Linked DNA regions of Ovis aries: region 1 is linked to region 2. Evidence: chromatin contacts called from public Hi-C data. All regions are on one chromosome and are shown on one strand. Each heading gives the region's core, a stretch centred on a gene start, on an enhancer-like site or on the middle of the called end of the contact. The rest is flanking DNA. Distances are from core to core; before and after follow the strand shown.

Region 1 (5,496 bases), core at 2,255-4,754, 46 kb after region 2:
CCAAAGACCCTCTGGCCCCCAGACTCCTCTGCCACCTCTTGGCTGTGGTCAACAGAGGGGACAGAATCGCCCTGGGTGAACCCCAGGAGCCATGGGGCAGGGCCCCACCCTGGGTGACCCCCAGGAGCCACAGGGCAGGATGCCCACCCGCCTGCCAACCAGCCTGCACACCCTTCCCAGGTCCTGTATCACCTCTTTGAGGAGTTTGCCAACTACGACCGGGTGGGCATCGTGGACATCATCCTCGGCTTCCTGAGCTTCTTCGTGGTGTCCCTGGGTGGGGTGTTCGTGGGCGTGGTCTACGGGGTCATCGCAGCCTTCACCTCCCGCTTCACCTCCCACATCCGCGTCATCGAGCCGCTCTTCGTCTTCCTCTACAGCTACATGGCCTACCTGTCGGCCGAGCTCTTCCACCTGTCGGGCATCATGGCGTGAGTCTGGGCGTGGCGTGGGGGGGGGGGGCGCCAACTCAGATTCCCCCGGGCTTGGAGGGTCAAAGGGAGCTCCCCAGGGCCCAGCCCCCCGGATCCAGGCTTCAAATCTCAGGACTGCCCAGAAGCACGGAGTTTAAGGTTCTGGAAAGCCTTAGCCTAGCTATTTCTTTTATTCTCTTGTTACAAAGGGAGTACCTTGGCGGTCTCCGGACGCAGGCACTCGCACCCGCTGCTCCCTTCAGCAGCCCTAGCGAGGGTGCTCAGGGCTTCCCTTGAGGCGGGAGTCCTGAGGCCCCAGCTGCTTCTTGCAGTTGGGGTTGGATGGTAGAGGGGGAGCGGGAAAGCCGTGAGGTGTCAAGGTGCTCCGCTAGGGGAAGTCACTGGAAGTGCCAAGGCTGGATTAGGGGACGGGGATGGCGGTAACAATGAGGAGGCTGGGCCAGTCGGAGTGGAGCCCGAGTGTGGGCGCCAGGCTGGGAGGGCTTCCTGCGGGGACACCACACTCTGGTGGGGATAAACCTGTGGCCAGAGGCGTGACCCCTGTCAGGTGGAGAGGCCACGGGGCCTCGGGGAAAAGGCCCAGGCTTAGGAGCTGGGCAGAACTTCTTTTGTTCGTGTCTTAGCTCTGCCACTCTGTGGCAGTGTGACCATGGGCAGGTGACTTCATTTCTGCACGTCTCAGATCTCTCATCTGGAAAATGCCAGAATTCATCCGTGTCTGCAGGGTTGGCTGAGAGTGTTGAGAACAGGGGTTGGAAGCCGGCAGAGGCGTCTGACCCGTGAGAGGAGCTCAGGCGCCCGGCCCCTGCCTGCCTCCCTGTCTCTGGAGGCGCCCTGGGAGGGTGCGACTCAACTCTGAACCCCGCTGCCCGCTCTTTCCTCCCCTGACCCCCAGACTCATTGCCTCGGGCGTGGTGATGCGCCCCTACGTGGAGGCCAACATCTCCCACAAGTCCCACACGACCATCAAGTATTTCCTCAAGATGTGGAGCAGCGTCAGCGAAACCCTCATCTTCATCTTCCTGGGCGTCTCCACCGTGGCCGGCTCGCACCACTGGAACTGGACGTTTGTTATCAGCACCCTGCTCTTCTGCCTCATCGCCCGAGTGCTGGGTGAGGGGCCGGGCCCGGAGAGGGGTGTGCGCGTGGCAGGGGGTGTGTGCGTGTGGCAGCTAGGTGCACGCTGTGTGTGGAGGTGGCAGGCTTGACTCCAGGCTGCTCCCAGCGCCCCTGCAGGACGGGGGCCTCCCCATTCCCGCTCCCTGCAGCGCTGAGGCCCTTATGAGCCCTGGAGGGGATAGAGGGCCGCCCTCCCGGGGGAAACAGCCATGGTGTGCACGTGGAAGAGGCCTCAGCAACCCTGGGACTCTGAGCCAGTCAGTATCTGAGGAGGGGACTGAGGCCCCCAGGGCCAGATCTGTGTTCAGGTTTGTGGTCTTTGCACTGCCTCTTCCCACGCGTGACTTTGGCACTTGCGGAGTCTGCTGCAGAGCCTCCCAACTGCTGCTACCAGCCCCGGGGCACACCTGGGCACCGCTGGGCACCAGGCCTCAGGCCCTTGGGCAGCTGCCTCACCTTCTGGATGCACGTTACCTCAGTGACCATGTGGCTTCTGCCCATGGATCTCATCTCCTCTCTGAGTTTAGGTCTGGGTGTGGCACTTAACTTGCTGTGCTGTCTTAAAAACCCTTTCATCCTGGGCCTCATCCTCTGGAGATTCTGGGGCTGTGGGGTTGAGACTGGACTCCGACCTGCCTCTGCAATTCCCCACCCGCCCTGGCCATGCTGCAGGTGCGCTCTTAGTTCCTCAACCAAGAATCGAACCCGTGCTCCCTGCAGTGCAAGCATGGAGTCTTAACCACTGGACCGCCAGGGAAGCCCTAGCATTTTAAAACAACTTTTTATTACAGAAAATTTCAAACACATAGAAAAGTAGGCCCCGTGTACCTATCATATTTAATAGGTATCAACTTGTAGCCAGTCTTGTCTCATCTCTTTTCCTGGTACCCTTCTGCCCCCCAGCCCCTGGAGGCCTCTGTAATGTCTCTAAAGTATATACAGGTGAGGGACCTCCCTTAAAGATCCACCCAACTCTCGGACTGAGGGATTAGGAGCACCTTGGACTGAGGGACCTGAGATATGAATTAGCTGGGCGGGTTTACCAGTGGAGGCTTCCTCCAAACAGAAAATCTCCCAGCTGCAGAAGGCGTGAGGGGCTAGGACAGTCTGACCCCTTGCTTCCCCTCCCTGGCAGGCGTGCTGGGCCTGACCTGGTTCATCAACAAGTTCCGCATCGTGAAGTTGACCCCCAAGGACCAGTTCATCATCGCCTACGGGGGCCTGCGAGGGGCCATCGCCTTCTCCCTGGGCTACCTCCTGGACAAGAAGCACTTCCCTATGTGTGACCTGTTCCTCACGGCCATCATCACCGTCATCTTTTTCACCGTCTTTGTGCAGGTGCTGGACAGGGCAGAGCAGCCCTGCCTGGGGACCCTGACCCTGCCAGGAAAGAGGAAGCGCATGCCGGAGCGGGGCTAGGAGGGCAGCGGGCAGCATGGGTTGTAGTTCCAGCTCTAGCAGCGCCTCGTGCAGCCCTGGACAAGTCCCCGCCTTTCCGGGCCTCGGTGTGCTCAGTTGCAAAGGAAGAGCCTGGTCACGCATCACTGTGGAGTGATGCTGCCCAGCTCAGTCAGGAGCCCAGGTAGTGCTGAGAGGAGTGTGTCCAGTCAGCAGGACCATGAAGCTCACGGTAGGGATTTGGGGAAGTGGTTTATTCTCTTAGGGTCTCAGTTTCCACATCAGTCAAATGGGGGCAGTAGCGCAGCACGGGGGCTGGAAAGGCGAAACGGCCCCTGAGCGGCACCGTCCGAAGTCGTTAGCCAGAGCTCTGCTGCTGTCAGTGTGAGCCTGGAAAGATTCTCCTCCCATCTCTGGGTCTCAGATCCCTATCTGTGAAGTGAGGGGACTGGACCAGCTGATCCTGAAGAGTCCTTCCAGCTGCTGGCTGTGATTTCTGTGCATTTGAACGACTCAGGCTTAGCTGAGAACCTCACCCACCCCTGGAGTCCCTGAGGGAGCCCAGCTTGAGATGATGTAAACCATTTCTCGTTATCTGACCCGTGACTTTGGGCAAGTGAGAAACACTTCATCTGTGTGTTTGCTCCATGTTTCCTGGATCATAACCCTAGACAAGCCCTCAGTGGGAAACATCATTGCGTTCTCCAGAGAGCACAGTGTAGAGCAAACTTCCTGGGGCTGGACTTGTCTTCTGTCTTTTAAAAGGAGAAGAGGCTGCCTCTTTGATCATCTTGCCCTGCTTCCGTCTTCCAAAATATTTTATCACCTTATTTTGCAGTTGGTTTACTAAGCCAGTTTTTAATGAACGCAGCATTGAGGTAGGGACCCCCCTGCCTGAGTTTGAATCCAGCTTTACTACTTCTGTGAGACCTTAGGGAGTTACTTGACCTCTCTCAGTCTCAGTTTCCTCATCTGTACAATGGGGACAAGGAAGGGGTCATTGCAGGTATTGAAATGCTAATTCTAGTGAAAACACCACTGGCCCTGGCACTTGACAAGTGTGCAGTTAGATTAGCTACTGCTGTCCTTACTGGGTCCTTCTGGGTCAAAAACCTGCAAGGGGGCCGGAGCAGAGGTGGTCTTCCCTGTTAAGTGACAGCGGATTTGTGGTGGAGCTCACACTTGAACTCTGGCCCGGGCTAGCTGGCCTGTGTGTGAGTCCCTTGGCTGGATGTGAACCCCCTGGCCATGTCTTCAGGAGTAAGTGGGCTTAATATAAGCGAAGCTTGGATGTTGGGAGATTGGGGACGTCAGAGCAAAGGGCATCCCAGGCTCAGGGACCTTAGGTTGGAGGACCTCTGTGGCCTCCCTGCCAGGGTGGCAGAACTGGAGTGCCTGACACACACCCCCGCCCCCCCCAGGGCATGACCATTCGGCCCCTGGTAGACCTGCTGGCTGTGAAGAAAAAGCAAGAAACGAAGCGTTCTATCAACGAGGAGATCCACACGCAGGTACTGGCAGCTGGGCCTGGGCCCTGTGTTGCAGGAGGAGGCTTAGGGAGCTAGGGGTCAGCTAGGCCTTGCATCCATGTCCTCAGGCAGCCCCTCCTCCCTCATCCAGTGCCTCCTGAGGTCACCAGGTCACCCCATAGCGAGGGGTGGTGTGAGCAGCCAGGAACCTGAGGAGAGAGCGTCATGCCGTCTCTGCCTCTGGGGAGACCTGGCCCAGGTGCTGGGCACAAGTGGATTCAGAGAAGATGGTTCAGCTGGGCCCCAGTGGCAGAGGGCTGGAGGGGTCCACAGGGCTTCAGGATGAGTGGGGTGTGGGCGCCACCTCCTGGCTGCTTCTGGAACTACAGGGCTGGGTTGAGCAGAGCAGCCCTGGGGTGGAAGGTGGGGGCCCATTCAGGAGTCTTGGTCCGGAAGGAGCCCAGTAGTAAGGCTTGACCTGGCCCTGGGCACGTTTCAGTTCCTGGACCACCTTCTGACAGGCATCGAGGACATCTGTGGCCACTACGGCCACCACCACTGGAAAGACAAGTAGGTGGCAGGCCTAGTGGGCAGGAGGGCGGGGAGGGGCCGGTAAGGGTCTCCCCCCAAGGGCCTGGGCATCTTCCCATTGCAGGAGCCAGCTTCACCCATCTCCTCCCACCTCCCACCAGGCTCAACCGGTTTAATAAGAAGTACGTGAAGAAGTGTCTGATAGCTGGTGAGCGCTCCAAGGAGCCCCAGCTCATCGCTTTCTACCACAAGATGGAGATGAAGCAGGCCATCGAGCTGGTGGAAAGTGGGGGCATGGGCAAGATCCCCTCGGCCGTCTCCACCGTCTCCATGCAGTGAGTGCTAGTGGCCAACCCTGGCCACTTCTGCAAGCCACATGCTGACCCCTCAACACCCACCTGGAGCGGGTCCCTAGGTCATTCCACCGGGCGGGCAGATCACACTGAGGACCCAAGGCTTGGCGCACCCAACCGGATCATCCCCAGGGGACCCTTCTGTCCTGCCCCAGCCCCCAGAGTCCCAGGAATTTTCTAATCTGAGGCCTA
Region 2 (5,006 bases), core at 940-3,439:
TTTGTGATCTCAAGGTAATCACTTCAACTTCCTTGGCCTTGATTTACTCTTCTGAAAAACAGGGATGGCATTTCAGTAATTTCAAGTTTTCAGTCCTAGCTGTACACTAGAATCACCCGGGGAATCTTTTGAAAAACTGTCCACCATTCTTGGGCTCTGGATATGAACCTCTGAAGGTCCCAGGCAGTGGTAGTTTTTCATAGCTTTCCAAGGATTCCAGTGTACAGCCATGATCACTTGAATCTTACCAATTCCAATCAATACACAATCACATATACATTCAAATCTCAGTTCCACCCCTGCTGTGGGTTGAATTGTGTCCTCTGCAAAGATGTTGTTTCTAACCCCCAGCACCTGCGAATGTGGACTCATTTGAAAACAGGGTTATTGAAGATGAGCAGACTAAGATGAAGCCGTTAGAGTGTGTGTGTGTGTGTTAGTCACTCGGTGGAGTTCAACTCTTTTGTAGCCCGCCAGGCTCCTCTGTCCATGGTATTCTCCAGGCAAGAATATTGGAGTGGGTAGCCATGCCCTTCTCCAGGGGGTTTTCCCTACCCAGGGATCGACCTGGGGTCTTCTACATTGCAGGCAGATTCTTTACCATCGGAGCCGCCAGGGAAGCCCAGCAGGTCTTTAGGGTGGGCCCCTAATCCAATGTGACTGGAAACCTTGAAAAAAGAGGGAATCCTGGACCCAGAGACAGAGGCCCAGAGAGATCACCAAGTTGAAAGGTTGCTGTTGAATCACAACGCTGGGATTTTTGGCTCCTGGAGGAGAAGAATTTAATCTGGGGCCAGAGACGAGGCTTGATCATTTAGAGCTTTTGTGTAATAAAGTTTTATTAAAGTATAAAGGAGATAAAGTTTTTGACACAGGCATCAGAGGGGGGCAGAAAGAGTACCCCCTCTGCTAGTCTTTAGTTGGATATTATATAGTTATTAGCAGTCTGTTAATGAAAGAAAGGAATGTCTTAAAACTTAGAATGGCACCAGGCCCCTTACTCATAAGATGTATTTTGGGATAATTTTGGCACCAAATGGCTTATTTGGGGCCATAAAATGATTAATTTGAATTTTGAAGAAGGGCAGATTATTTTTTTTTTTAAATATCACTAGTTTGTTTCCTCCTGCTGCTTAAAAAAGATAAAAATGTCTGACACTTACAAACTATTTCCTCTGTTTAGAGACCCCTGGCCTTCCTGCCTGTTACCCTCTCAAAGTGAAGACTGGTGTTACAATGGAGCACCAAAGATTGCTGCAAACCACCAGAAGCTAGGAGAGATACCTGGAAGAGATTCTTCCTCAGAACCCTCAGAAGTCCTCTGCTGACCCCTTGACTTCAGACCTCTAACCTCCAGTGTATGAGACAATAAATTTCTATTCTTTAAGCCACTCAGTTTGTGGAACTTTGTTACAGAGGTCCTAGAAATTCAACATAACTATTTTGATACTATCCAAGGAAATTTCTTGACCTATTTCTTCATCTGCAAAGCTGGAAGCATCATCATGGTTCCACATCCTGGGCTCCATTCTAAACACTTTGCATAGATTATCTCATTTAGCCGTCACTTATACTTTACTACTGGCTTCCTTGGTAGCTCAGGCGATAAAGACCCTGTCTGTAGTGTGGGAGACCAGGGCTCGATCCCTAGGTTGGGAAGATCCCCTGGAGAAGGAAATGGCAACCGACTACAGTATCCTTGCCTGGAAAATCCCATGGACAGAGGAGTCTGGTGGGCTGCAGTCCATGGGGTTGTAAAGAGTCGGGCGCGACTGGAGCCACTAACACAACATACTTTGCTACAGCAGGTATAGGTACTCCTGTTATCTCCACTTTTTCAGATGAGATAGCTGTGGAACAGAGGTTAAGTAATTTGCTCAAGGTCGCATGGTAACTAAATGTCTAAGGCAATAAAACATCATTCACGTTTCCTGGGAAGTCTCCATGAGACTGCGAAGGTGGATGTGAACAGCGCTTTGTCATTAGCACAGCATTTTACCCTTTTTAAAATTAGAATCTCTAGATGCTGGACTTTGGCCATCTCTGACTCTTCCCTTCTCTTTCGACGCGATCCTTCCTTTCCTCGGCGACAGGGGTCGCTGCATCGCGCGGGCACTGACAGGTCCTTCTAGCCCGCAGCGCCGGCTGCTCGCTGGTGCCTATAAGTGGCAGTACCGAGCTCAGTAGACAGCAGTCAGCCGCCGCCGGTGCCAGGGCTGGGGCTGCAACTGGAAGTGGAGCTGGACGCGGAGGAACTGAAGCTGGGCCAGGGTGCAGCGCAGCACGGCGCCGGGGCCGCAAGGAGGGGCATTTCGCTGCTGGCCCACCGCGAGCCGCCCCCAGCCCACGCCAAGGCGCCCTTTCTCCAGGCCGCCTGCCTCCGCCTTCCGCCTCCCTCCATTTCCCCGGAATCTCAGCCCGGCGCGCCTGCACCCCGGTCCTTCTTTGGGTGGGGAAGCTCCCGGCCGCTCTCTGGTTTCACTCCTTCCTCGCAGCCTGGGCTCTCAGCTCCCTTTCTTCTTTTCCTGGACTGGGTCCCACCCCCTTCGATCCCCTTCTTCTAGCTCAGGCTCTCTACTCCTTCCCTTAGCAAGAGTCCCAGCAGCTCAGCCACTCTTCTCAGCAGAGGGTCCCCGCCTTCCCTTTTCCTTGCCTGCGGCCCCATCCTGTTCCTTCCTCTGTCCCTAGGGTGCTGCCTCTCCCCTCCCCCACCCCCTTTCCCAGGCCTGGAGTTCCAAACCTTTTGGTCTCCTCTTATGGTCCTAACTGGGTCCTGGTCCCTCTTCCCCAGTTTGGCGTTCTAGATCGGGAACCCAGCCTTCTTTCCACCTCCAGAGGACTGCTTCCACAAAAACACATCTCTCAAACATGAACTTTGCCTAGAGATTCTCGCAGTCTCTCCTGCCCCCTCCTGCTGACCCCTTGCTACCTATGTCCCAGGTCTTACTCTTATTTTGCTAAGGGTCGGGGGGGTGGGTAAGCAGCGGGATGCTTCTGTGGTCTGGCGCCAGTGGCCTCCCTCCGCCTCGAATCTTTCCGTCGTTGCTTGTGGTGGTAGCCTTGGTGGGGCTGCTGCCGGTTCTCAGAAGCCATGGCCTCCAGCCCAGCCCTACCGCCAGCACCATCAGAGGCTCAGAGCCTCCCCGAGAACGTTCAATTGGGGATGTCACCACCGCCCCACCGGAGCTCGCCCCCGAGAGCCGCCCAGTTAACCATTCCTTCGCTGAACACAGCCCAAAGGCTCGAAAGGCCTTTCCAGTCCTGGGCATCGACTACCAACACGTGCGCACACCCTTCGAAATCGCCCTTTGGATCCTACTGGCCTGCCTCATGAAGATAGGTAAGTCCACCTAGCCCCCGATGCTTCCGCTGTCACCTAGCTGAGGAGCCTGTTCCCATCCTTACCACTTGAAGCTGCCTAGGAATGAGGGTCTGGACTGGTTCTGTATAGTAGGCGGCCTCCATCCGGCCATCTTGATGCTTCTCAAACTTGAGCTCTGCGGCCTCCTCACATGGGAGCGGGGTATTGCTCACGGGAGAGAGCAGGACTGGAGGATGCTTCTGGTCCTAGGTACCTTCAGCGAGGCTCCCAGGCCTGGTCGGCCTCCTCTGGAGCCAGGTGCCCAGCTGTGTGTGTGTGAGACAGGCGTGTCTTCAGCAAGTGACACAGTCTGCTCTGTCACCAGCCACCAGTGTAATTACATGCTTCATGGAAAGCTGTTTCAGGATGGAGGATCTTTCTACTTGGTTTGCCTAAGGAGTTTGAGTAGAGTGGGCAACGTGTGTGCTGGAGACTTACAGGTGTGGTGGAAGATGAGGCATCACTGTATTCTCACCTTCCTTCCTTCATCCCTGGAGTGTTATCCATCAGCTCTGCCTGCCCAGGCTGGTCAGGAGCCCCTGAGTCAGTTTCCTGCCCGGGAATGCCATTCTTTATACAGTTTATGGGACAGGGGGCCTTGGGAATTCCTGAAGTCTGGTTTGAGGTGGGGGAGGGGGAGTGGAGGATGGTCAAGCTCACCTCCAGGTTGCACCCTGCTGCGTCTCAAAGTGCTGTCCAGCCGGGCCAGTCATGGTGGCCTGCCTGCTACTCAGCCAGGTGGGAGAGGGACGGGTGGAGAAGCTCAGAATGTTCTGATATGAAGAGACTTTGAAATGTTCTTTTTGGAAGAAGGAAATAGAAAAGTGGTTCCCCTCCAGAGGCTGTCTCCCCGCTAGGTCTGGGCACTCTGTTCTGCTGGGTGATAGATGCTGGAGATGCTCCAGGTGATAGGTGTTCCAGATGCTGCTGGAGCTCCCCAGAGCCTGCCCGACCCAGAAGTCCCTGGAAGTGGTGTCCTGGGGGGCTTTGACATCCGCCTTTGCCTTTTTAGCCCCCAGCCAGCTGTGGAAGGCACGAGGGCCTGGGACTCTGCTGGTTTGGGTTTGGAGAGTTTGTGATTTTTGGCAGGAAGCCTTGCAGCTCTCCCAAGGACACGCGGGAGCTGAGGGCGATGCCAGGCTGGTATGAGGCAGGCTCCGGGACATGCTGCAGGAGGGCTCGGGTGCTTCTGTCGTGACAGATCTAGGAGCTGGCTTCCTGATTCAGGGCTTCGGTGCTGTGACAGTGGCAGGCCTGTACATCGGGCTGGGCCACCAGCACCTATCCCCTGATGGCAGCCTGGAAAAAAAATCAAGGCCGGGGCAAGGGGAGTCGTGTGTACTGATTCTGACAAATACATGACCTTGAACAAACTGGGCTTTTTTCTGCAGGTCTCGCCCACCTGTGAAACCGGCAAGAATCTCTAAATTTGACCATCCATTGAATCCTGAAGCCCCTGTGTCCTAATTTGTTGTAAGAAGCTGAAGTGACTGGTGTGTCATTTGCCTGTGTGAGACCAGGAAGAGGCCTCACAGGCACTATTTATAAATTGCCCTCCTCCTCTCTCCAACCCCGTCACCTCCCAGCCGCACCTGGCATTGTGTTAGGGTATGGGGGGGGGGTCGGGGGGACTAGTGCACGCACG

The links. Hi-C and Micro-C count contacts between places; a contact is called where the count stands out from the background.
Region 1: a contact with region 2 is called in a Hi-C map of hypothalamus, with 3 times the contacts expected there. The contact joins the enhancer-like site here to the promoter of SLC9A1 in region 2. A contact is called at or near these places in 10 of 16 Hi-C or Micro-C datasets (blood, hypothalamus, liver and 5 more).

What each region holds. Positions count from the first base shown.
Region 1 is chr2:239,856,942-239,862,437 of ARS-UI_Ramb_v3.0, forward strand. It overlaps SLC9A1 (solute carrier family 9 member A1), which reads left to right. Exons shown (of 12, transcript XM_004005085.5): 3 at 181-431; 4 at 1,330-1,547; 5 at 2,689-2,891; 6 at 4,373-4,462; 7 at 4,920-4,990; 8 at 5,113-5,286. Among named protein-coding and RNA genes, the nearest start is that of SLC9A1, 45 kb to the left of the region's middle. Within about 2 kb of position 3,505, at least 4 of the 54 cell types and tissues checked have an H3K27ac peak or open chromatin away from gene starts, as enhancers often do. A contact at or near this core is called in hypothalamus, where this site is marked.
Region 2 is chr2:239,812,045-239,817,050 of ARS-UI_Ramb_v3.0, forward strand. It overlaps SLC9A1 (solute carrier family 9 member A1), which reads left to right and starts at 2,190. Exons shown (of 12, transcript XM_004005085.5): 1 at 2,190-3,340. The coding sequence starts at 2,989.